Regions from separate parts of the Mus musculus genome. Here all the other regions are linked to region 2. A link is a contact called in public HiChIP or PLAC-seq and promoter capture Hi-C data. All regions are on one chromosome and are shown on one strand. The core of a region is the stretch at or near the end of the contact, and the rest is flanking DNA. Distances in the headings are between cores, read along the strand shown.

What was found. Promoter capture Hi-C pulls out the DNA fragments that hold promoters and counts their contacts. HiChIP or PLAC-seq counts read pairs in DNA pulled down with a chosen protein or histone mark.
Region 1: a contact with region 2 is called in a promoter capture Hi-C map of embryonic stem cells. The contact joins the promoter of Wdr27 here to the promoter of Thbs2 in region 2. A contact is called at or near these places in 3 of 39 promoter capture datasets (cranial neural crest and embryonic stem cells) and 1 of 9 other capture datasets (pancreatic islet).
Region 3: a promoter capture Hi-C map of the 3T3-L1 cell line shows a contact between it and region 2, with 5 times the contacts expected there. The contact joins the enhancer-like site here to the promoter of Thbs2 in region 2. A contact is called at or near these places in 12 of 39 promoter capture datasets (the 3T3-L1 cell line, 3T3-L1-derived adipocytes, cranial neural crest and 6 more), 4 of 484 Hi-C or Micro-C datasets (the C2C12 cell line, the MC3T3-E1 cell line, nephron progenitors and 1 more), 3 of 115 datasets of contacts at active chromatin or transcription factors (embryonic fibroblasts, embryonic stem cells and heart atrium) and 3 of 9 other capture datasets (adipose tissue, embryonic stem cells and liver).
Region 4: a CTCF HiChIP or PLAC-seq map of the NIH/3T3 cell line shows a contact between it and region 2, with 8 read pairs. The contact joins the enhancer-like site here to the promoter of Thbs2 in region 2. A contact is called at or near these places in 17 of 39 promoter capture datasets (the 3T3-L1 cell line, 3T3-L1-derived adipocytes, the HPC-7 cell line and 10 more), 1 of 15 datasets of contacts at CTCF or cohesin (the NIH/3T3 cell line), 5 of 484 Hi-C or Micro-C datasets (adipose-derived mesenchymal stem cells, embryonic fibroblasts, embryonic stem cells and 2 more), 2 of 115 datasets of contacts at active chromatin or transcription factors (embryonic fibroblasts and large pre-B cells) and 2 of 9 other capture datasets (adipose tissue and liver).

The regions. Positions count from the first base shown.
Region 1 is chr17:14,939,552-14,946,237 of GRCm38.p6, reverse strand. It overlaps Wdr27 (WD repeat domain 27), which reads left to right and starts at 3,114. Exons shown (of 25, transcript NM_175173.3): 1 at 3,114-3,141. 1600012H06Rik (RIKEN cDNA 1600012H06 gene) reads right to left here and starts at 3,054. Exons shown (of 2, transcript NM_026451.2): 1 at 2,919-3,054; 2 at 299-2,671. The coding sequence starts at 2,625. The coding sequence ends at 2,068. It overlaps Phf10 (PHD finger protein 10), which reads left to right. Exons shown (of 12, transcript NM_024250.4): 11 at 1-39; 12 at 1,054-1,244. The coding sequence ends at 1,139.
Region 2 is chr17:14,690,327-14,696,565 of GRCm38.p6, reverse strand. It overlaps Thbs2 (thrombospondin 2), which reads left to right and starts at 2,304. Exons shown (of 22, transcript NM_011581.3): 1 at 2,304-2,596; 2 at 5,055-5,203. The coding sequence starts at 5,152.
Region 3 is chr17:14,843,101-14,849,736 of GRCm38.p6, reverse strand. The region is part of intron 23 of Wdr27 (WD repeat domain 27); the gene reads left to right. Among named protein-coding and RNA genes, the nearest start is that of Gm23352, 54 kb to the right of the region's middle. Within about 2 kb of position 2,741, at least 26 of the 459 cell types and tissues checked have an H3K27ac peak or open chromatin away from gene starts, as enhancers often do. A contact at or near this core is called in the C2C12 cell line, adipose tissue and uterus, where this site is marked.
Region 4 is chr17:14,878,629-14,885,021 of GRCm38.p6, reverse strand. Wdr27 (WD repeat domain 27) reads left to right here. Exons shown (of 25, transcript NM_175173.3): 22 at 1,307-1,404. Among named protein-coding and RNA genes, the nearest start is that of Wdr27, 61 kb to the left of the region's middle. Within about 2 kb of position 2,466, at least 7 of the 459 cell types and tissues checked have an H3K27ac peak or open chromatin away from gene starts, as enhancers often do. A contact at or near this core is called in the NIH/3T3 cell line, where this site is marked.

The sequences.
Region 1 (6,686 bases), core at 1,865-4,364, 250 kb before region 2:
ATCATACTTTTTGTGTGGGCCTTGGTGCTATTCCTTCAGGTAAAGATGAAAAAAACAAAACCCACATTATCTTGTGTGATGAAGATCTCCTAGCAGTTTTTTTAAGGCTGCATAAATGGCATGAATATGTTCCAAGTATGATCAAGCTGTTATTGTCCATGTCACAGATACTTGATTTTCATCCTTGCAACCAAGGGACCAAAGGACAAATGAGATGGCAGAAAGCCTAGGTTAGGTTTGGGGGAAGTATAGAATGAGCTGGTGTTTTCTCCTAAAATTCCTAAAGTAACAGCACCAGTCTGTCTCAATGGTTTGGTTTTATTTTTAAAGGTTATCTATTAACAAAGTGACTGCGATGTCTTTACATATGCTAAGAGATTTTTATAAAGTGAGGCAACATGACAATTCCAGATAACTTTAGGATGGACACAGATTCAAATAGTAAATCACAGTAATTCTATTAAAACATTATACAGGTAATTGTGCAATTTGAAGAACTTAGTTGCATAGTTAACACCGTATAGTACTCTATAAAAAAAGGGTCCTGGAAGTCCTTTAGAAATACCCAACTTGAATAGTCACTTAGGTTTTTGTAGTAATTCAGATCAAGTGTATGGGATAGGTGCTAGTTTTAAAGTGCATGGAGAGGGATAGAGAGGGAGAGAGAGAGAGAACACTGTTAGAATAGTGGAGGAAAAGGCCATAGAAAGCCAGCTTCTTTAACATGTTCTACATTAGGAATTGTGTTGTTGAGCTTTCAAAAGCATGATGGTATTTGAATTTTCAGAAGGGTAACAGTAGTTTTGTTTAAGGTACAAATGATTTTTACAATGCCGTTTGGCCATGCACTAACGTTCACACTGCATTGGTTACACTGATTAAGGGTTGTTTACATTCTCTTCCTTGGCTTAAGGAACCAGTCTGTACTCCCTCCCACTGAAAAATCCCAGGGAGTTATCACTACAGATAGCTCAGGAATGAGATTAGATGGTTTGTACTCAGTCCTATAAAAATAAAATTCCACTCTATATTAACTAACAATTTTTCTCCTAGGTCGCTGGATTTGTGACTGTTGTCAGCGAGCTCCCCCAACACCCAGGAAAGTGGGCAGAAGGGGGAAAAACAGCAAAGAGGGGTAAAATAGGCTTTGACCCTCATGTTTGGGATATTTGGTGCCAATTTATTTACAACACTTTCATTTTTATGCCAATAAAAACTTTTTTGAAATTAACGATGACCTTAAACATCAAGTTGATTTATTTCTTTATTAGCAACTTCTACCCTTGAAACAAAGTCAGAGAAATGGCTCATTTCCCCAGGCTTTAATTTCATAGTGTTGTTTTTTCCAGAGATCAGCAGAAAGAGGTAGTAGCAACTTAATTTGAAGTATTTCTTCTTGAATATAACAAAGTTACCACTTGTTATGACTCTGTCTTGACCTGATTAGGTAGTATCATAGTTACCTAATAACCAGAAAGCTCCAATCTGGCTAAGCAGAGGAAAGGGCAAATGGCCCAAGATCTGGTACAACAGGATTTGGACTCTAAATCACCAGCACAGCAACAGTTTGTCAATACTTGCTGCCAGGAGAGCTTGCTTGGGTATCAGGTACCATACCCCTACTGTGCAGAGGCTCTGGGAAGAGCGAACCTGTCACTGCATTTTCCACCTGGCTTTAAAATGTTAAAGACTTTAAAACTCGAAGTGCTGTACTTCATTTAAATGTCTATAAATTCTACAGTCATCAACTTCTGCACCAGCAGTAAAGTTTAATCTGATTTATACAGCCTGTTACTGTAATCTTCTTACTCACCTGACTAACCAAAATGCATTTAAACATTTTATTGAGCAGACTCCTTTTTATAGGAATTTTAATCTCTAAAATATTGTGCTTGCTGCTTTTCCTGCTTGGGGAGTAAACTGAGGTAACAAAACTGTATGGCTTTATTTTTCCATCCTAGTCTAGAAAAAAGTAACCAGAGTTTCACCAGGTCAAGTAGCTAGGTTCGCAGCAAACTGTAATCGCTCTGTGAAAATAAGGGTTTGTGCTCCAGCATATTCAAGGGATCAGAAGAGAATTTCAAGCACCAGTTTCAAAATGCTAATCAATATCGTCCAGAGAACTGATTCCTCCTCTTGGGCTGCCTCTTCTGGAGCGTAAGCCTGCTGCTGACTGGCTCCTGTTGGGTCAGTGAAATAGGCAGCCTCTCCGAATGGGTACTGATCCACAGTTCTGTCATAGTATACCCTCATCTCAAAGTCGCTCTCATGGTGAGAGGGGTGTCCATAAATTCCTATCCCGACCGGTCGCTGGAAGTGTGCCGGTATAGAGACCACATCCTGGCCGCAAGTGACAGACTGCAGCTCATAGTCGTCGAAGCTCGGGTGCGGAGTGCTGTCCGACACGTACAGGTCCGCATCCCCTCTCAGGCTCTGCATCCTGAGAATAATTTTACCCTCATGGTTCAACCGCAAGTAGCTGTAATTCCCGGCTCCTATTTGGCCCTGGACCACGTGCAGAAGGAGCCACTCCTCCGGGACGTCGTCGTCTTCCAAACATTTTACCAGGGTCACCACCTGGGACGCCAGGATCATCAACAGGGCGCGCCTCCAGGGAGTAGCCATCGCTGGGGCACTCAACTCGGGGACTCCCTCATCTGCAGTCGCTGTGCTGGGAAGGTACGGGTGACAGGCGTGACCCGAGGTGCTCGTCCACGCAGACCAAGATTCGTGCACCTGGGTCCCGGGAACCGACGGTGGGGAAGGGGAAGGAGAGAAGGGATAAAGAGTAGGGAACAGCAGAGAGGGAGGAGCAGAGGAGGCGGGTGGGAAGAGGGAAGCGGTAAGAGGGACCTTAGGACAGGCCCCTGGGGGCGCAGGTGTCTGGAGAATAGCGAGGTCGCCAACCCCGAACTCACCGCCACGCCCCGCAGGCCACGCAGCACCCGCAGCACCCGGGCTCAGCCTGGAACTCGCCCCAGCTGGCGGAAAAGAGGCCGCGCCCGGAAGTGTGGTACTCCGGAAGCGAGGGCTTTTGGGAACCAACTCCGGCCTAAGGGACCGGAAGTGAGGTAACGCCAGGCTCTCGCGAGAATAGAGCAGCTTTCCCCCGTAACCATAGCGACGCGGCTGGCGTGGTCGGTGAGTTCCGGGGAAAGTGGGCTGGACGGTCGGTGAGGCTGCCAGGGATTGCAGCTTGCGACAAGCTCCCTTGAGGGGATGACTGGGAAGCCTGCTCCCGGATGGCGGAGGGCCGAGCCGCGCCCGGTCCAGCCTTCTCCTCCCGCGCCCCCAGAGCCGCGCGTGAGTGGCCTCCCTAAGCCCTGCAGCACAAGCCCCTGAGTGCGGGCAGCACCGGGAGGGACACTTTTGGATTTGTCTTAAACCATGACAGAAGGGAAATATAAATTTCAACATGAGAACTACTAGTAAGAAATGATTCCTCCCCCCCCCCCAAGCCCACAATTGCCATCACCCCACCCCCCACATTTTTTTGGGAAGTAATTTAGTAATTAGAAAACTTAGTGTACATTTAATCAAGTTTAGTGGCGAGTTCTTTAGCCTTTGCTTTTTCCAGCTTGGCAACGCGAGCCACAGACTTAGGGCCCAGCACGTTGCCTCCTCAGTGGCGACGGATCTCGTTATATCTGTGATTACAATTGATCCTAATAGCTTCCACCAGCTTAGCCAGAGCACCCTTGTCTTCCGGGTTAACCTATGTGAAGGCAACAGTGGTGCATTTCTTCCTGTGGACCAGGCGCCCCAACCTGGGCAGGACAAGCAGGAAAACCACCAGCTCAATGGGGTCTACATCATGGGCAATCACCACCAGCTGAGCCTTCTTGTTCTCCACCAAGGTGGTGACTATATTGACTCCTGCTCAATGGACAGGTGGTCTCTTAGTTGGGACGTCGCCTTTGCCAGCAGCTTTCTTCTCAGCAGGGGCCAGTAGCCTTTGCTTCTTTTGCGTTGTCTCTGGCCTGTACTTGTGGGCAAGCTGTTTGCCTGTCCAGGGCCTGGGTGAACTGGTTAATGGCAGGAGGGACTTTGAGCCGCTTGTAGAGGATGGCTCTTTGCCGCTGCAGCATGATGTAGCGGGGCCATTTGATGAAGCGTGTAAGATCTCTTTTGGGCTGGATGTCCTTCCCAAATGGCGAAATTCGTGGGCCTTTTCTCAAACTAAGGATTGACCACTTTTTTGGCCTCCTGGTCCTTGACACCGGCGATGCTCAGGGTCACCTTCTTCCCTTGGCTGTCTTTCCTTTAGGCATCTTGCTTGGCTGGAGGAGAAAGCATGCACACAGTTCTTAAGACTAGATTTCATGTCTGGAGACTTTTCCTGGTTTATAAATGGGTGGAAAGGCAAGAAGTTCTTTGTCTCATTTTACAAGAACACCAATCGCATCAAGGAGGTTCCACATTCAAGACCGAGATTACCTCCCATTGTCCCTCTGAGCCTTAAGACCATCATCACCTTGGAAGACAGAGTTCAATATGGAATATTTGTGGGAGACACATTTAAATAAGAGCATTAGGTAATACATGCAGTATAATGGCCCAAAAGTTCAAAATTAGTAGGCCAACAAAAGCAGGATACCAGTTACTTCGTAGCTTACAAGAAAAAAAAAAACCAAACAAACAAACAACAACAACAACAACAAAAAACCAACCAACTCCTAAGTATAAAGATAGGATCTTTCATCATATTTGATAATTTAGGAAAGAACCTGAAACCTTATTAAGAACCTAAGTGTCATTTTGCTGTTTTATGTCACTCTGTTAGCTATAGCTATTTGTTAGTGTTATCCTCAATGTCTAGGTCTTCAGGGTACTGGAATTGGAGCTCAATTCCTTTCCTAGATAACGTGGAGAACTTTATCTTTTGATGTAAGTGAAGGTTCAAGGGTATTTTTACGATGCTGCCATTTTCTGTGGGAGCCCATCAGCTGTTGAATTGCCTATTATGGTTTCTAAACGCAAGAATGAAGTGACCTGATTCTACCTGTGTAGCTACTGAGAAACATTTTTCATATTGTATAATCAGAAGGAAGCAATTTTATTTCTTAAGAATACACATATAGAAGGAACTAGTTTTAGCCGAGATGCTCCTTGAGTTAGAGCAATCGCATGTGTACTTGTGTGTAGTGTATAGATAGCTCTTAGTATATCCGAGACGATTGCTCTTTTCTACTGACTTAGCTTTAGAACCAGAGTGCCTTTATCTTTCACTCATCAATGCATTTCTTGAGTTGTTCCCCTTGTCTCACACACACTGTAGTCTTATTATCTGTCTGATGTTCCTGTGTGTAGGATGTCTGGGATATGCTATTCCATGTTATCTCTGAGGAAACACAGTAAGACAGTGGGTCAGGATGGAAGACCCAGCATTACTGCTGTGGCACCTTCACTAATTAAATGGTTAATTCTCTGTGTATTTTTGTCATTTAAAAGTTAATTCCCATTGTGAGGGTGAGTTCAGTGCTGTACTATATAGCCCTGGTATGCTAAACAGTCTCTTGGTTCTGCATAGAACCTGTGTTGGCAACCAGGCCCTCCTCTCCTCCCAGGCAGCTCGCAGGCCTCCAGACCTCTTTCATCCTGTGGTGCCACCTTTTGTAGCCACCCCTCCCACCCGCCCAGACTTTGTATTTAACCACTGTTGAGAGTTATGTAGGTGAGACTTCCGAGGGCCAGGGTTATAAAGTGAGATCTGTTACTCATGCTTCCTCCTGCTGCCCAGGCTAGAGCACAGCCACATGGTTGTACCTGACTACAGGGGAGCTGACTAATGATGGTGAATGTTTTCATAATGTCAAATTCTGAGTCCTGCGCGCTGTTTGTTTGCTTTCTGCTTTTACTTTTAAAGTTTTTGTCAGTATAAGACTTCTACATGATCAAGTCTGTCAGAAGTCCAGCATGAGGGCTGGTGAGATGGCTCAGTGGGTAAGAGCACCCGACTGCTCTCCCGAAGGTCAGGAGTTCAAATCCCAGCAACCACATGGTGGCTCACAACCATCCGTAACGAGATCTGACGCCCTCTTCTGGAGTGTCTGAAGACAGCTACAGTGTACTTACATATAATAAATAAATAAATCTTAAAAAAAAAAAAAAATTATAAAAAAAAAAAAAAAAAAAAAAAAAAAAAAGAAGTCCAGCATGAGACTTCACCCCTACCTGAAGAACTATTGGCAACTGATAGCTTCTAGGGGAGAAAGAGTAGAAAGTATCTTCCTTTGGGGGTGTGGCCACTGGTAGGTGTTCATGCCCCACTGAATAGCCCTGATCCATGCATACACTGCTTGTTCTAATTGGACACCATGGGTTATTTTAAAAAAAAAAAACAAAAACAAAAACCAAAAAAACAGGACAGGAAGATAGGAGGAGATTTGTTTGTGGCAGAGCCCAGAAGGAGTTGGAGAAGAGGGAGAAAGGATCAAAATATATTGTTTAAGTATATGGAATTCTCAAGGAATCAATTTAAAGTACTATGTTAAAAGAAGACATTGCTCTGTGTCTGTGACATTTATTCTTTGTTGCCAACTGACCACATCTGGACTGTACTAAAACCCAAGTGGCTGGATACACTTGGGAATTTTCTTTAATCATCACAAGTGGGAAGACCCACATGTAAACCTTTAAACTTTTAAACTTTTAAAGGTTTTATGCAGTCTGCATAAAGGACATGG
Region 2 (6,239 bases), core at 1,055-3,554:
GCTGCCAGACAGTCAATGGCCACAGAAAGCATCAGTAGTGTGTCCTCAGAATAGACCTAATGAGGGCTCGGCACAGAGCTGACCGCACTGCAGCATTCAACCGTGCTTTCCAGTCTTGCACTCCCACAGCGGCCCAGCCAGGGATGGCCAAGTACCTCTGATCACTATCACTCCTGTCATTGGGTTGACACTCTTCTATTCTAATGAGGGCAGAAGCAGTTGGTGGGAACAGACTTCCTTTGACACGACTTCATCTTAGTGTTCTCCTATATGAAGACTCTGGTCCAGCAAATTAACATCCACAGAGTCCCATAGACACACTCCCTCAGACCTTCCTCTCTCTACCCCTCTCTGTGTCTTGTGCCTTCCTCACATGTTACTTGGATAACCCCAGCTTCTCTATTATCTTTTTACTGGCCCCATTGCTACATCATACCCCTTCCAAGGGCACTGAGTAAGGTGGCTTGGAGAGTCAGTCCCCTTTATGCTATAGAATGGACATGAGGGTCAATGACACCAGCTCCATGATTTCCCTCCTGGGATAGTCCTGTGGTCATGGCTGGACTTACCCATAGCTCTCAGCAGCCACTACCTTAGGAGCCCATTTCAACACTGACCCTACTATGCGTATGTCCCTGCCTGGTGTGTTCCTGGACTTCCCAAGACTCATTGCATATCATGTACTGTCAGCTCTTCCATCAAACTCTCTTGATTTGTCTGTGTGTCTGTGTGTGTGTGTGTGTGTGTGTGTGTGTGTGATATTTCAGAGGTGAAGTCTTTCTACACTTTACTAGCAGCAGGGAGCCCTACAGGCTGCAGAGTATGCCCATCCTGTACCCTATGCCCTCTGCTCTACCCTGGAATCTCTGCCATAAAGGGTCCCACTGTAAGTAGCAGAGGGGCGGCTAGGCACTGAAAACTCTTCAGGGAGCCTGGTCACGTCTCCCTTCAGGCTTTGAATCCAAATATAAATTTGAGTCTAATTATTTTAGTTAAAAATGAAGGTTTTTGCCATTAATTTGGTGACTCAAAGCAATGCATCTTCCTTCAAAAAATGTACTGTTAGAGGCTAATCTTTTGTTTTTGTAAATTAGAAAATAATACTTATTTTAAAATTGTATTATATTTGGCTGATCTGCGTATGGAGGTACGTGTATGTGTTTGGGTATATGTGCACTTGTGTCACAGCATGTGAATCAGAGGACAATTTTACAGGTGAGTTTTCCCCTTCCACCATGTAGGTTCAAAGGTTCCTTCACCTCAACAGAAACACAAGGATTGGAGATCAGCGGGGGGGGGGGGGGGGGGGTTGTGCCTTGTCCTGGTGTCTTCCCTGTCCACTTTGGTTCCAATCTAAGAGGATCCAACACAATGGCAGGGTCCTTCAGTTAAGTCTCCCACCTAGAACAGAAAGTGGCTAAGTACTTTCTCTATTTAATTTATCTTTCCTTTTCTTGAAGTAAGCCCTGACTTATTTATTATCAGGTGTCAACCAGATAAATGTCCAGAAAGCTTTGAGTGTCGTCTATGAAGAATGAAGCCCAAGAGGAGGTTGTGGGAGATGCCACAAATCTACCATCTTCTTTGGGCTCTGGTGCATCACCGCCTGACCAAGTCTTTCCTGTTGACTGCTTTCCTTGTGTGATGAGCCCCATCCCATCCAGCTACCATGCACCCTGGCACTGGCTTTAACCCCCATGGACTTAGGTCTGGCCCTCTGATTCTCACTGAGTTTCTAAGCTGCCCCCACCCTATCTTGATAACCACGAGGACTGCCTCTCACTGCAGGATTCCCACACTTGGCAAAGTTGTCCCAACAAGACTGGGGTGAGGACTGGGCTTTTTCAGGGAGCCAGGGTCACAGAGAATTGCAGGTCTCGACTGAGCAGATGAAGTGAGTTCAAATTAAAATCTTTTCTCCTGAGAAGCGGGTCAGAGATACAATGGGTGGGCTCTCTTTTGTGGTAAATTCATTAAAAAAAATTAATTCTTTGACTATAATAACTTCCCGGCAGTGTGGTAAACTTACTGTCTGTCCTGTAGTTTTGACTGTTACTCACTTGTTTTAGAAAGGCCAGTATCACACTGGGTAATTCGAAACACATTTAAAGCATAGAATTGGCATTTTTTTTTCTCCTCAGCAAAATGGGGAGTCCCAGCCAATCTTGCTGGTTTTATTTATAGCATTTTATTTCCTGAGAGAAGACAGGAAAAGTGAGTCCTGGCCTGCCCCTCTTGTCTGACTCCTCCCCGGGCCCCTGTCTGGAAAGCCTGGGTGGACCTGTAGGAGGGGCGTTAGCTCTGAGGGGCTGGATTTGGACTGGGTAACCAGGTACTCTGAGCAAATGGCGAGACCAGAGGACGAATTATGACACTCCTTCGAAAGAATGAATTAAACGTGCCTCCGCATGTGTCTGATTGACAGGCCTCCTGGGGAAAGGGCGTATAAAGGAGCCGGTCACTGCCGGGAGGCAGAGAGAGCCAGTCCGATGTCTGCAGCCTCCCTGGCCAGGCCTCTCCTCTCCTGCCGCAGCTAGTCCCCCTCAGGACAGACAGAGTACTGGCGTCGGTCACCATTCACTTGCAAACACACCAGGTACCTTTTTATTTCTAAGACATTTCACTGGCTGTGATCTTTCAGAAAAGGCTACGGTTTCCAGGGGTCTAAAGGGGAAGTCCAGCTGTGTCCTCTGACACTTAGCCCAGTGGCGTCCTCACCGTCCTTGCTCTGCAAACTTATTGACCTGCCAAGAACATTCACTGCTGTCTTTGTCCCCGGGGTGGCAGGGGTTGGGGATGTGGGGAGTGTCTTTCGTGGTCTCTCATAGCAGGAACCCTGTGAAGCAACAAGGGGCTTGTTGGCTTCATTCCAAGGATGCTGGGGTTCAGGGAGGGGGAACTGACATTTTCTACTTAAAAATAAGAAAGTTTCTCTACCAAAGTTTGCTATGGAAGAGAAAGCAGAGAAAGGAATGTCAAGAGATCTCTTGAAAATGTAAAAAATAACCAACGGGATTATAGGGATCTGATTCTAAACATTAGTAAGAGCTGAACAAGTGTTGCTGTCATTATAATTATAATGTACAGGGCGGGGAGAACCCTGAGGGGACTGTGTTTGGGTTGCAGCTTGGCTAATTTGCATACAAAAGAGCTGGTAGCCTGGGGCAGTCAAAAGAAAGTGATCTGGTGCTGAAGGAGGAGGGCGGGGAGGGGGGCAAAACAGTAGGAGTTGAAGATGTTTAGAGACACCCAGCAAACACACTTTCACTTCGATTGTTCCTGTGGGGTGAACTTGTGTAAGACCTATAAAAGTGATAATAGCCTGTTGCAGAAAACCTTTGAAAGTCTACTCATAACCTGCAGTGAGGACTTGTGGATGGGGAAGAGTCTGTGTGTGTGTGTGTGTGTGTGTGTGTGTGTGTGTGTGTGACCCATGGAGCTTGGATGCAATTGCATTGGCCCCAGGAGGCTTGATCCAGGACCAAATACTATTCACTTCTTGGTCCCTTTTCCATGTGGGGAAGGCAGCAAGATTAGATGGGATGCTGTTAATGACCGTTGATTACTTGTGACACTCTTGATTGAGCTTGGTTTTACCGAAACACAGTTTAATGGACTCTGTTTGTGTTTGTATGCCTGAGCTGTAAAATGTCATTTTAAGATGGAACTTGTCTTTGCAGAGACAGCATTTGTCCATAGAATAAGGAGAAAGTTGGGGATGGAGTTCAGGGGCAGCTGCCCTGTGGCAAACACCTGCACTAGGGACTCAGGGATAGGGCAAGCTGGAGTCTTCAGATGTGGACTCTGAAGATTCTCTAAAGTACCTGACAAGGTCTACTTTATACTTGAATCCTCAGAAAAATGTCACCTCAAGAACTGACATTGGGAGTCCTCCCAGCCACAGTTCCACATCCTGAGTGTTTGCTGTGCCTCAAAGAGCTCTGGAGATATTTATTTGCATAGGGTCTTTCTCTAGCATCTAGAGAAGTTGATACTTTAAGAGTCAGGTTTTTCAAGCCATGGACAAAGCAACTTAGTGGGAGGGTGAAAAGATTGCCCTCTTTCCACCTGGTTAGAAAAGCTGGTGTTAGCACTCAGGTGACATGGTGTATTTGGCTGCCTCCTGAAATGTACCTAGCGCTCAGTCCATAAGCACTGCTCATGGGGCAAGACCAAGTTCTTGCCCCATTGTCTCCCTCTGGGGAGAAAACTGTCCCTTGGTGGAGGGCATTGTTTCCAGCTTAGCAAAAATATTCTGGAGAGGGGAACTGCTGAGATGTCCTTCTCAATGAGAAGTTATCCCATTGTAGCCATCTTTACAGAGATGAGGGACTACAGTGCACGGATCAGTTTCCACGGAGCAGGGAATGACATGGAACAGAACCTGGCCTGTTGGAGGGGGAGCTGAGAGCTGAGCATGGGGAAGCAAGCCCTTAAGGAGTTAACAGAGGAGCAGAGGAACCAGGCTTCAGGCCAGGCCTCCGACTTCTGATCCAGGGTCTGCTGAGCCAACTTAGAATCCCTGCAAATGGAAACACAGGCCTGCAGGAGAACAGAAAAGTAGGCTAAAGCCCTCGCTGAGGGAAAGTTTCTGCTTGTCCTGAGAAAAATGCACCGAGTTTATTCCAAACTTCGAAATGTAGTTAGTATTGATTGCCTGTAATGAAGCTATGCATAACTGGTTTTCCTGGACATTTACAAAGAAGCCTTTCCAGAGTCTTATCAGCCAGGATATTTGCCTGGGTTCAGGTCTCCTGGACTTAAGTCTTGCAACTGAGCTATAGCAGAGTCCCCAGGGAAACAATGCTCTGGCATATCTTCCACTGGCTCCTCCAAAGAGCAGGCACACTCACACTCACAGGAACCCCGGGTTGTTATGGTGTTAGTACAGCAAGAGGCCTCAGGACCCCCTCACCTCCATGCCAGGGAGAAGTGGTGGGATAAATGCTAGTAGCAGTTGGAAGAATCTGGTTGGAAAGAAAGTATATTATCTAGAGTTTTGCTTCCCACAGTTATATTTGCTTTTGATTTTGTGTGAAATCTGTTTTTCAAAGGTCACGTGAAGAAACTTCCTGGTGACACTCAGGCTGTAGCTGTGCACTCTTCAACCACGAGGTTGGTTTTCTCCTAAGTGTCACAGGTGGAGACAAGATGCTCTGGGCACTGGCCCTGCTGGCTCTGGGCATAGGGCCAAGAGCTTCTGGTGAGTATGGATATATCTTCTTGTTTCTGTGTGCAATGGTGAATTAGCTGCAGACGAGAGACCAGCAAGTGGTTGTAGTCGTATTTTGCATATGAAGCTTTTTAAACATGCTTGTAAATAAATAAAAAAAAAATCAAAGATTTCTGAGTCTGTATAGCACAGAGAGATTGTCTTTTGGAAACTAGGAATTGAGACCAATGCACTGCATCTAGTAGTGAGATACTTACTTCACACAGCTTGTCCTTGGTATATTAGTATAATTTATAAAATAATTCATAAAACTTGGACCTCCATATTTAGTAACAATAGTCACAGAGTCTAATTATTTTAATTGTGTCACTGTCAATACCTTTATAAAAACGACAACATTTATGCCTCTATACACAGCAGTTTATTCTGTGTTTTCGGTTGTCAGTGCATGATGAGAAGCTGTGCTGTGTTTTATCATTCTAGTCTTATTTTGAATTGTTGTTTAGTTTTGATGAGATCTGATGATTTTCTCATTGGCAGCTGAATGGTGACTTCAAAGAGTTACTGATAGGGTGAGGTCCATTGTTGTCTCAAATACTGGTTCATAGTGCACAGTATTTACTATTTATTGGCAGTCTTTCTATAGAAATGAGAAGATGTTTGAGAAAGAATATCATCCTCAGAATGCAACATAGGACTTAGTGGATGGCGATAAAGTCAAAGGTCCCCCTTCCAGCCTCCCTCTTCCCCAGTCCCAAGATGGAGGGGAGGCTGTGCTTTGCCCAAATCTGGGACAAAGAACAGCAGGGCTCAGGGGCTGGAATTCAGGGCCTCCAGTGAGATGTTGTTTATGGATGAAGCCATGTTCTGGGTTCTGGGAAGGCCCAGAACACCTGCTGCACTGTAGTCCTGGAGAAAGCCAGCCTCCATGATAGTGGGTAGCCGGCTCAGGCTCAGCTAGGGTGGGAGAGAAAGACGCACAGAAAGTCTCTGAGCCTTGTCGCGGGGGAAGCCCTTGTGAGCTTATGGCTTATGGCTCTCCAGTCTGCATTCAGGAAAGCCTCAG
Region 3 (6,636 bases), core at 1,492-3,991, 150 kb before region 2:
ACAATCCCAGTCACCCCGGGCTCACTTCCCATCTGTCCCTCACCATGTACAGATAGAGTCTCACTTCCCAGCTATCCCTCACCATGTACAGCATTTTCTGATGTCGCACAACATCACATGTCAGTGTCTCCCCATCCTACATGTTATGTTGTCTGAAATGCTGTGCCTGTGTGCCATAATTTCTTCTTCTTGCTGTAGTCTCCCCAGCTTCTGCTAGCTCCCCAAGTCTTGAGTTCCCACGTCCATGGTCATCCTCTAGGAAGGATCCACCTTCTGATGATGGTGTAGTGGGCCTGGTCCAGCTTCTTCGTACACTCCTGTCTTTCTCCACTCACTTAGACCTTAGATTAGAGGTTCTGTCACAATGCTGAACCCCTCCTATGCAGATTTCTCAGCAGCTATGTGGTGTGTCCATCTGCCATTGGCGGCTTGTTCTGAGGTATCATCAGAGTAAGGGCTAGAATTCTCATACCAACTAATAAGTTATGAAGAATACACTTTATCCATGATCTCATTAAATATGCCTGTATCACATCAATCTAGAAAGAAATACCCAAGTTTGCCAGACTTGAGCAGACAGATCATGGAGCACCTATTCATGTGTCAGGTGTGCTGATAGGCTGACCCTCAGCTGGGCTCCTCTAAAGGGTTGTGTGTGATGCAGGCCTCTTCTTTCTGCTTAGAGTTGTAAGCACGTCCTGTGTAACACAGAATTCAGGAGTGAGGCCTCAAAGTGTCCAATACTCTGAGTGCCAGTTTCTGTGTCAGATGCTGTCTCTGTGGAGTTCCATCCACGTTAGCCCACTCTTGGTGTTCTTTTTCCCATCAGGTTTCATCTTCTCTTCATTATCACTCACCCAGAGCATTAACAAATAAAGGGTGATTATATAAAACAAAACATTGAAAACATTTTTATCAAAGCATAAATTTTCAATAGATAAAGTGATTTAAAATGAATTTTATATGATTTAAACAGTTATTTAGAAATTTTCACTTTCATTAAAATTAAAAGTGTATAACTCATATTTGATTTTTTTTATGTTCTAACTTTAAATAAAGATGACATAGTTTAGTTTTCTTAAGACTAAAGAAATCTTATTAACCATTTTCATAGGAAAGAAAAATGGTTTGCAATCCGGATCTGCATACCAATGTTAAGATCAATCATTACAGGTCATGCATGCTCTGTCCAGACACACAGCTGCAGAGAGGAACATGTTATGTGCAAAACAGTCCTTGATGCCATGTGGACCTGTTGTCATTTCTTGTCAGCTCATCTGATGTCAACTCTAGACGATAGCCCAAAAGCAAAATCCAGCGTGTGAGTCTTGCTTTACAGTGTGGGAATTTCTGCTTTCTGGAAGGAAGCTGTTGGTGTGAAAGGTCCTTCTTTTGTCTTCAGTGCTTGCAGCACATCCTTGGCAACAGGCTGTGCTCACGGTGGGCCCATACCGCAGACGATGAACCCCAGGGTAGAGAAAGAATTATCATGGGGGACTACAGTAGGAAAAGATGAAGCTCCAGTGTTGTCCCTGATTCCACAGAACTTCTTTCCAGCCTTCTCAAACACCAATGGAGGCTGAGAGGAGAGCCAGCCCAGAAAACAGAAAGTCAAAAGCTATACAGGACACAGAAGATCATAAACGAGGAAGTCACATAAGGTGCAAAACAGAGACAGCTCATTTAACTGTTGAAAACCAGAGCTAAGAAGACAGTGGGATGTGAGCTTTCATGGAGCTTAGTGTGAAGCAGACAATCAACATATGGGCAGATATGATAAGTAAGGATGGAGGATGGACCTACTGCGTGCTGTGGCAGAGGCAGACTGGGTATAAAAAAACTGCTGACCTCAGCAATGAGTGTGTGTATAAGTGGGTGAGTGCAGTCATGTGCTCCTTAAAGAAACAAGTAATATTGTTTAAAGATGTAATTTTTTTTTTAAAGATTTATTTATTTATTATACATAAGTACACTGTAGCTGTCTTCAGACACACCAGAAGAGGGAGTCAGATCTCGTTAGGGATGGTTGTGAGCCACCATGTGGTTGCTGGGATTTGAACTCAGGACCTTCGGAAGAGCAGTAGGGTGCTCTTACCTGCTGAGCCATCTCACCAGCCCCAAGATGTAATTTTTTAATCATATAATTTACTCCTATGACATGGAAGATCTCATGCCAGAAGCATTTCTTTTTCTAAATTTGCTGCACAGAGCAGAGAGGTGGACTGCCCTGGGAAGAGAAAGGGAAGGAAGGAGGAAGGGAATGAAAAGGTCCCCAGAAATCTGCCCTCCCATCTGAGAGCAATGCCATTGGCCCAGCAACAAACCCTAGCAGTCTTGCACACGGTGGAGCCAGCTATGCAATATGAGTGATCCAGGGAGCCGTGAGTCAGATTGTGTACAGACCAGGTCCCAAGTGTCCTCTGTAAATCCACAGTGTGACGGGTAGAGGTGCAGAGCAGTAGGGGACAATGGAGAGGCTCTTTCTGAACAAAGATTTCCAAGGTACGTGAGAAGGAGGGATGAAAGCTGGGCACATCTCTAGTGTCAGTCACTGGCTCTGTCCTCTGCATGGCATTTCTCCTCGAGGTCTCTAGGGGCTCATGCAGCACGTGGACACTCAGCAGCAGGGCGACTGTTTGGATTTCAGCTCTTGAGCCTTGGCCATGGAAGATGGTTCAGATTATGTTTAATGGTTGTTGATCTAATATCTGGCTGGCGAGGATATTTGTCCCTGATGGTCTGGCAAAGCTTTCAGGTCTGCAAACACTCATTGCTGTGGCCTCCAGCCCTGAGCACACTGTGGTCACACTGTAGGAATGTGACAGTTGGACCATAATTTTAGTTCTGCTCAATTTCTTTGTAAGTGATTTATAAATCCAACTTAAAAATGTATCTCAAATAAGCTGCAGCAGTTTTGTTCTTCTCAGCACATAGGATTCCAGTTACACAGCTGGTTCTATTATTGAACTTTGCTAATGAAGTTTGTGAATTATAAGAATGGCAAGTATGTTTTACTCAAGGACAAGCAGATTAAAGAGAGCAACAGACTTTGAAGGGAGGCAATACAATAACAGTGTCTGACAGATAAGCCACTCATTGTATAGACTTGTGCAAGTGTGGGTATCTTTGTGCTAATTGTTCTCAAGAACAATTAAGAGAAGGATTCAATTGATAGTTTGGCTATGATAAAACAGACTTTCTTTAATAGAAATTGCATGTAATATGTAGTTATTTGTGAAAATGTAAGCTGCAATGACAGAAAATATATTGTTGGAGTTACTGTTTTATAACTGCAGAGACAGTACCTCTTAACTTTTTGACTTTTTTGTTCATTTTTTTTTTCAATTTGTAAAAAGAAATAGTGCATATTCTTTCGGGAAATAGAGTAAACAAGCCAGGTGTGGTCATCGGGTCTGTAATCCCAGCTGCTCAGGTGGTTGAAGCCAACCTGAGTTAGTAAGATCCTATTTAAAAAACTCAGTGGCAGAGAGGCTCTGGGTTTGACCCCATCACAACAAAATAAATACGTGGAAGGGATGTGCAGGGGGAGGTAGGAGAGAGACAGAGACAGTGAGATGAGAGAAAGGGACAGGGAGGGAAACAGCAAGCACAAGGGAAAACATGACAGCTCACAGGCATGGACACTCTAGAACTCTCACATATTTCTTTCTGAGCATATATAGGTCTGTATGTGTTTATACTTATATACATCCACAGGTGAAGAAAAAGAAGATTCAGTTACAAATACCATTTATTTCTCTTGTTTTCCACCTAATATTTTTAAAGTTAATTTTAGGATGACCATTTGGGTGTAATCATATAGAAATGAAGTTGGTTTCTGTATATTGATCTTTGTGATCCAATTGGACTTGCTTATTAGGTATAATTGGTTTTGACTGTTTCTTACTTTATGTGCATATGACTCTACCATCTGAAAGATCAGTTTCAGGTCTTCCCACTCCAGGTGAGTGCAGTTCTCTTTATTAACTTCCCTTAGTATAAGAGTAGCTATCCCTTGCTCACAGTCAGCTATTGGATGGATCACAGGGCCCCCAATTGAGGAGCTAGAGAAAGTACCCAAGGAGCTAAAGGGATCTGCAACCCTATAGGTGGAACAACATTATGAACTAACCAGTACCCCGGAGCTCTTGACTCTAGCTGCATATGTATCAAAAGATGGCCTAGTCGGCCATCACTGGAAAGAGAGGCCCATTGGACTTGCAAACTTTATATGCCCCAGTACAGGGGAATGCCAGGGCCAAAAAGTGGGAGTGGGTGGGAGGGTATGGGGGACTTTTGGGATAGCATTGGAAATGTAAATGAGGAAAATACCTAATTAAAAAAAAAGAGTAGCTATCTTTGTTGTGTTCCTGATTTTAATAGACACTTCCAGGACTTTGTCATTAAGGATGATGTCAGTTGTGGGGTTTGCATGCTGGGCCCCATAGTGTGCAGGGAAGCCCCCCTTATTGCTAGTCTGTTTGGTGTTTTTGTAATCATGAAAATGTTTAATTTTTGTGTAATTGTTTTTGTCTGTTGAGATGACCATGTGGTTCACGCTTTACTCAATTTCTACAGGATATCAAATGAACTCTTTTTTTGTTGTTACACGGTTCCTTAACATAACCTGTTTACTCTGTGTAATGCTACTTGTATTTATATTTTCAGAGCTGACCATCAGCACTGGGTGTTCCTCCCTGGGGAAGACAACCACTCCTGCTCCCAGCTCTCGTTGGTTACTTGAAGTTTGTGTAGAAGTGAATAGGGTTTGTGTAGGGAGAGGCCTCATGGACTTTTCTTCACTTAGTTTGGCATGTCCATTGACATCACCATCTTTCAGCTCAGATTTAGACAGTTATGTTGGTAAGGCCTTATAGACATAGCTTCTGATTGAGACACAGTCTCACAGCAACCTTCCCCACCCTCTGGCTCTTCCAGTCTTTTTGACCCATCTTCTACAATGTTCCTGGGGCCTTAGACTGGGGTATTGACATCAGGACTGATGGGGCCCACAACTGTGCATTGTCATCAGTTGTAGTTTTCAGTAGTGGTCTCCATCTAAAAGAAGATTCCTTGATGAAGGGTGAGGACTATACTTACTTCTCTGTGATATAAGGACAGATGTTTATAGATACCTATTAGGAATTATGCTGGTTTAGTAAATTAGAGGTTGAAGATTCTCCTCTAATAGCCATGAGTTCAGTAGTTATGCATAGTTAGCTAGGTTTCAGTATCAGGCATAGTTTCCGTCTTATTGAGTGGGACTTAAGCCTAGCTGTTGGCTATTGCCAAAATGCGTATGCAATTACTGCACCATTAGGGTTATTGTCTCATGCTGGTTGTTGATGTGGCACATGCTCATCATGTCTGGGTAGGACTGTTGGCTGTCTCCCTTCTTTGAACCTTGCATGATACCTTCAGAGGATAAAAAATAAGAGAGAGTAAAGAAGATGAGAATGAGTTAGGGAGGTGTATATAATCAAATCTATTAAATATTTGTATAAAAATGTTTTAAGGAAACACATTTCATAAATTAAATATGACATAAAAAGTAGACAAAAAGAAAAGGTGTAATATGGTGGCATTTTGTGTTTAAATATATGGCCTGTCTGACCAGATCTTCAGACATTGGCACACATTGGATGCTGAGTTCTCTGATGCACAGTGGGGTTGCCTTGGGCCTGGGAACAGGAGTTTGTATCCGCCACAGGCAGTGGTTTTTGCCAGGGAAACTTTTCTCCTCCAGGAGGAAGTTCCAAAGCTACTTGGATCCTGAATCCACTTATTTATTTCATGTTCCCTAAGTGAATAGCAGACACAGTGAGGACAGTCTTGGTGGCTTGTGCCCATCCTATCTGTATTGCGGATTCCGTGTGTCCGTGTTGTTCCCTGCTCACCTGGCCCTGCTGCTCCTTTATTTCTTTTCAGCTGGCAGTCCCTGGGGCCTTACGCTAACCAGCCCAGTCATACTCTCTTCTGTCCTTGGAATGGTGCTATGGAAGAGGGACAATAGCCACAGCTGAAGCAAACTAGGGATTCAGAAAGTGGGGAAGTTTGCCCAAGATACCCATGGAGCAATGCCTCAAAGATAGTGCTACTGTTAATTTTCAATTCCAAGAAAGCATATTGCCAGCAACATGGTCCCTGGAGACCAATGGGACACTAATCTTTTCAGAGCAGTTAGTAATGAATGAGCAGTGAGTGCAGTGTATGAAGTGGTTCCTAACCCAGATCACCAAGTGGAATGGAGACTGAGCATTCCTCAGGTCTGAGTTGGGAGACTAGAGACAGTGGATGGCGTTCATTTTACTTGGATTCCCCTATTTCTCTCTCTTTCTTCTTCATGTTCTTTGAGAATTCTGTATAAAATATTTTGATTATGTTTATTTTTCCTTCCTCAACTCCTTTCAGATGCACCTCTGTTTCCATGCCCACTCAATTTCTTTAAAAAAAAATTCAAATTTAATTTGTGCTGCCCACATACTTCTGGTAGTGTGGTCATCCACTAGAGCATGGACCAACAAGGAGCCACAACCATAAAGGAAGTGGACCCTCCGTCTCCCAGTAGCTGTCATTCGCCAATAGCTCCTCAGCTAGGGGCAGGACTTCATGCCCCCTCCTCTCTCCTGCTGAAAT
Region 4 (6,393 bases), core at 1,217-3,716, 190 kb before region 2:
CAATCTGTTCTGGGCAGTCCTTCAGTTAGGCTTTGCTTCGAGATAGCTCTAGGTTTAACTAAAGTGAGCTTCACAGCTATGATACCACCATGGATCTGATTTCTTGACTATAAATGGAGACTGAGTGGTTTGTTTGCTAAAAGGATGAAGGGCTAAAGAAGTGTACGAATGCTGTCTGGCACAGTTAATCCTTAGAGTGTGGCTTGTTACCACTGAACCTACTGTAAGCTTTAATTTCCTGTTTGTAAATGAAGAATGACTTCTAGGTCCATCTTATATTTAGTTTGTTATAGTATTTCAAGTAGTCTTATGAATTACAGTGTGTTTGAAGAATGTTTTGAGCTAAATGGCTTCTCTGGTGGTGCTCAGTTGTTTTACACAGCCATCTTTCTTCTGGGAGACCACCAGAGTCATCAAATATCAACGCCCAGACTTGCTGAGTCTTTACTCCTAGTGACTTGCCGAGTCCTGTGGTACATAGTCATGTGTTTGATTGCCAAGGTGCAGCTCGGTGTTCTTGACATATGACAACTGCAAGTGGCTCAGTGCTCTTCGTGCCATGGGTGGCATCCAGATAATTTATTGAATAAAGATTATGATCAATATGTGCTGTTTTGCAAACATGTTGGTGAGAAAACATGCTGGTGTACAGACATGCTGGTGTGTAAACATGCTGGTGTGCAAATTTACTGGTGTGTAAATATGATGGTGTGCAAATATCTTAGTCTTTTATCTGTTGCTGTTTTCTAGTTCTGTGGTTCTCAGTGGCATTGAGTGTGGTAAGCACGCAGTCGATATTAAGGTTAGAGTGTTCTTGCTTAGTTACCCTGCTAGCTGGCGTTGTTCAGCCTGGGGTTGTATTCTGAGAATCACATCATTAGTCACAGAGCACAGTTACGTAGGCTGAGATACTTGACATCAACCTTGTTGCACGTGCACTCTGTTATCTACATAGGTGGTTGTGCTATTCATGGCTACATGGAAGGTTTAAGTCCTACTCTAAAGCTATCAATTTAAGAAAGGTTATGTTGACTTCTGGGTTTAGATTCCAGTATTGTTAGGTGTCAGTAGTCTTTACAAGTTTATCTTAGGGTCTGGGAGATGGCTTACCAGGTAAAGGTGCTTGAGGTTAAGCCTGAGGAAGATGTGAGTCTGATCCCAAGGCCCTGCATGGTGGAGAAAGAGAACCAACTCCTGCCAGGTATCAGAGGGATGACTATACATGCACTGTGGCGTGCGTCCCCTCCCAAATTAAGTAAGATGTTCAGAAAGCTCTTACCTTTTGATTTTCCCTATCTGATTACAGGGATCATCCTTTGTAGCCCAGCATTCCCTGGCATATAATCTTTTCCTGACGGCAGCTGTTGGTGATGGGATTCGACTGTGGGACTTGAGGAACTTGAGGTAAGGCCAGCCTGCATCACGGCACTGCCCTGAGGGAAATTGGAGCTGAGCTGGGGATGCAACCTGACCCTTGTTACAGAGAACACAAGGCTGTGACTAGTCTCTAAGCTCTGGAGAAGACTGCCTCCTATACAGATTTGACGCAGTCACTTTGGGATGGTGGAGCATGGGTGCTAGTCTGTTCTCTGAGGGCCACCACATGCAGCTTCTGAGAGTCAGAGATGTGAGAGGTGGCGATTACACTATAGCTACAGCCATGCCAGACCCGGATGTGGTACTTGCTAAGTTGGAGGTACTCAGTCCTCTTATTAGAGTCCTACACCTCCCCTAAAGCTGTGGGCTCTTTCTCTATATCATTTGGGATTTTATAAAATCGGTTTGAAAAATTTATAATATCCAGAAAATGCTTATTTAACATTTCTCCTACATAAAGGTGAATTCACCCTTAGTTTTGTCATCTGTAGGAATTTATTAATTTTGAAAAAAAAAGAGTTTAAATTATTTTAAAGATCCCTTAACTCTATACCATTTAATAATTCTCAATATGAAGTTTTTTTCAAGGATGTAGTTCAGTGGTAGAGTGTCTAGGATGGAAAAAGTTGTGGGTTTGAGTCTCAGCACATACATAGACATCCAAGAAAGCTTTGGTTTTGTAGATAGTAGCTTGTTGATTTTGTAAAGGGAGATGTGTTGGTATTTTTTAATTTGTCTTAAGCTGTAGCAAGCACTTTCTGCCCAGCTGTTTCTCTGTCCCCTTGCAGGTGTGTGCGCTGCTTTGAGGGGCATCCAAACCGCTCTTACCCTTGTGGAGTTGCTTTTAGTCCTTGTGGAAGGCTCATGGCTTGTGGTGCGGAGGACAGACATGTATGTATGTGTGCCTGCTCTGTAGGGTTTCTAGGTGGTGGTATCAAAAAGACCTTGAGCCCCATTGAGTACTGGGATAAAAATCTGTTTCATGTCTGACAGTATTTGAAGGCAGTTACCCAGCATTAGAAGTCCATAATAGTAAGCTGTGATTGCGAACGGCTCATTTTTACTGAGTCACAATACACTCTCACATGTATCACTCATTTCTCCATGTATTAGTCATCCCAGACATGGGTACATGCTCCATGAACGACTGTAATGTGTGGTGTAGGAGCGACAAGGTGATGGCATCAAGTGTTACACTTCAGTGCAGCTCATGTGTAACAAGGCATTCCCTGTCTCAGAGAACTGCATGCTTCTCCCTGTGTAGTTGCCTCTCTTCCTCTCCACCTTTCCTCTATGCCAGATCCATATCTCCTGCAGATTGGGAACTCAGAGATCTTAGAGTGTCCCAGGACTGTGCAACACATTGCCACATAGCTGGAGGCTAAGCCCACAGAGGAGGCCAGCTCTCTCATGAGACCTCTCATAGTTTCCTTGGCTGGAAACTATGCTGCCCCTCCCTCCTCCTCCACTGTGTGCCTCAAATTGCTTTATCTGAAAGGTCACTTGATGGTCACTTGTCTCCTATAAAGTGTCCTCATAAAGTTCCATATTGAGGGTCACATGAGGCACCAAGATGGTGGTACCTAAGCAAGAACCTGGGTCTGAGCTGAGGGATGCTTATGAGGTACTGGTGCAGGGTAGTGCAGGTGCCAGCATTCCTGGTTCTAACCCAGCCCCTAACATAGTCTCCAAAACATGCTCAGGCTCCCATGGGAGAAGAAAGAGACTACTGTCAGCAAGCAGGACAGAACATCAGGATGGCAAGATACGTGCATTTCTTCTTGAGGAGATGCAAATTAAGATCAATGATCACTGAAATCATGGAGAAAAAAAAAAAAGAACAGCTTAGAAAAGACACAACATAAGTAAAGGCACTTTATCCACCATTCATTAGTGTCTCTGGAATACAGCCAAACTAGTTTCAAAACAATGGCAAACTTTACTAGGAAGCTTTGAAGACTTATGCATCATTGACTATACTTTTGTTTGAGGTTACCATCATTTCTTACAAGCCCTTTGTGATTGACACTTTGCATTCAAGTAACATAAGCAAAGAAAAGTGTTTTTCTGAGACGGTCCCTGGTTGACTTCCTATGTGGTGTTTTATATCCTAGCGCTGTGGCTTTTTACAGAAACGAGTGTTTGGCAGTTAAGCAGCACAGGATCCCACTGTCACAGAAAGGAAGGGATCCAGCGCATTGGTTGTTCTTTTATCACGTTAGAATGGAGTGATGGTCATTGTTCTGCTTTTCAGACAGCATTTAGAGCAGCAATGCTAAACCTGTAGGCTGAAAGATATCTTGCATATCAGGTATTTGTGTTACAGTTCATAACTAGCAAAATTACAGTTATGAAGTAGTAACAAAATAATTTGTGGTTAAGGGGTCACTACAATATGAGGAACCATATTAAAGGGTCATAGCATTAGGAAGGTTGAGAATCAACCTTCAAATCAGTGGATTTGTAGTCTTTTATTATGTATATCTGTATGTTCTATATGAAAAAACATATGCAAAAACCGTGCCTGAAGATTAACAAAAGAATCACTGGAGGTTTAAGTGAGAAGAATGGACTTTTTTTTTTTTTTCAATAAGGACAAGAGCATTGGCCAAAGAGTAAAAAGTAACTCTGTATTTCTTTCTTTTCTTTTTTTTTTGATTTATTATTATATCTAATTACACTGTATCTGTCTTCAGACACACCAGAAGAGGGCATTAGATCTCATTACAGATGGTTGTGAGCCACCATGTGGTTGCTGGGATTTGAATTCAGGACCTTCGGAAGAGCGGTTGGTGCTCTTACCCGCTGAGCCATCTCTGTATACAGCCCCAACTCTGTATTTCTTTCACCTGGTATATAGCAGATACTCAGTAATACATAAATGTAAAGCAAGTATATATCTTTTTACTTGTAAATTGTCCTCACTGAACAATTTAAACATTTACCACATCTGTTTGTGATGTATCCAAAACTACAATGATTCAGTCTCCTCAAGAAGCATAGACATCTAAAGAGAAGAACCCACAGCACCTTCCTGTTTGGAGGATGCTGAGACGTCCTTGAGGTTGTTTAAAATAGGACCTAGCTATATAGCTCAGGTTAATCCTCCTGCCTCAGTCCCCCAGCCGCTTTGTTCTCACAAGATACAAATCAGAAGTGTCCAGAGTCCAGAGGGATGCAACTCACCCTCTGATCATGGTATTCACCCACTCCTGCAGGTCCCATTGTAAAGAACCCCACTTGAATGAGGGACTCATATCCAGCATAGTTTTCCATAGAAAGGAATTCCCTCCATAATCTCTGCCAAAATTCACCCCCCCCAAGAAAAAGTAAATGGAAAGGACTAGTTTTATAGAATGAAAATGGAGAAATATTTCAAGAGTTCCTTTGTAGGAAAGTGGCAGGTTCAGGGAATTTTTAATTGACTCTTAAAGACTAGCAATATTCAATAATATCCATTTCAAATCATAAATATCTAAAGAATGTATTCTGATTATTCTTTTTCAGTGAATGTAATTGATATGAAAAACTTTGTAATCTTTCAGAGAAAAGCTTCATTTAGCTTATGAATATCAATGAATAATTTTGAAGTGAAATAGGAACAAATAGAACCCAACATGTTGATAGCATTGTATCACACCAAGATGGGTTTATGTCAAGAAATGCAAAAAGATCAAATACTAAGAAATCTACTAGTAAAAACTTATGCATTAATAACCAACATTAAAAATAGAATTATTTAAGCATCTCTATAGATGCAGAAATGTCATTTTAGTGGAATCGTATATTTATTCATAAATCCTCCAGTAGAATCAAATCTATTAATATTCTCTTAAAATGACAAAATGTTTATCTTAGCTTAAAACTAGCATGTTCCTAAGGAAAAACAGAGGTAGTGCCTGGATAGGAGTGTTAAAGGCTGTCACTGTTTAGCAGGGTGTCAGAGGCACTTGCCTGTTCTTTTAGACAAGGAAACTCATGGATGCCATTATGAAAAGGCACAGTGAATTCATCTTTATTTGTAGAAGAAAAATTGTTTATCTAGAAAATCCAGAAGAAGTAATGACTATTATGAACAAGAAAGAAAAGGAAGTATTAACTTGAAGAAAAGTTTATTTTGCTCCACAGTAGACTTAAAGAAACTTGGTCTTAGATAGAAAGATTCTGAACTCTAACAAACCAATAGTCATCTGGTTTGACTGATCAGTTACTTGTGAAAAGCATTTAGGTGGGAGAGCTTGTCCCAACCATTATGGTGACACTAGGGAGCCTTTAAGAGTAAATCAGAGGATTGTTTCCAAATAAAAGAGTGAACAGATTTTCCACATCCCACATGGACAGTATTAAAAGAACGCCATTCCAACGGTCTTATTCAACATCATACTCTGGTCTCTGGATGCTATCCCAGCTCACAGACACCAAATAACTCTGGTAAACAGGTGGGTCAGCTCTGTATCAGATGTGAGGAGAGCCAGGGATACAGGAGCCAAATGATAGGAAAAAGTATGAGGGTGTTATGGACACACAGGACACACAGTTCTTGTTCATAGAAAGAACAAGAACAAGGCCATGAAAGAAGCCATATGATGAGGCTATCGGAGAGAAGCAGAGGGTATCATAGTCCCTATGGTCACATAGGGAAGTCATAATAGAGAAGCAGGAAGCTAGGCTGGGCATATAAGCCATTGAGACAGCATCAAGGGCTGGAGAGATGGCTCAGTGGTTAAGAATACTGACTGCTTTTCCAGAGGTCCTGAGTTCAATTCCCAGCAACCTCATGGTGGCTCACAACCATTTGTAATGGGATCTGATGCCCTCTTCTGGCGTGTCTGAAGATAGCAACAACATACTCATAAATAAATCTTAGAAAAAAGAGACACCATCAAAGTACACTGGCCAGGGGAGAAGTAGGTAGGGGTCAAAGAAAGAACTACAGCTGATTTTTAAGACACATTGCTTAAAAAAAATCTGTATGCCTAAGATAATAGCTAGAACCATAAAACTAATAGCCAAAGA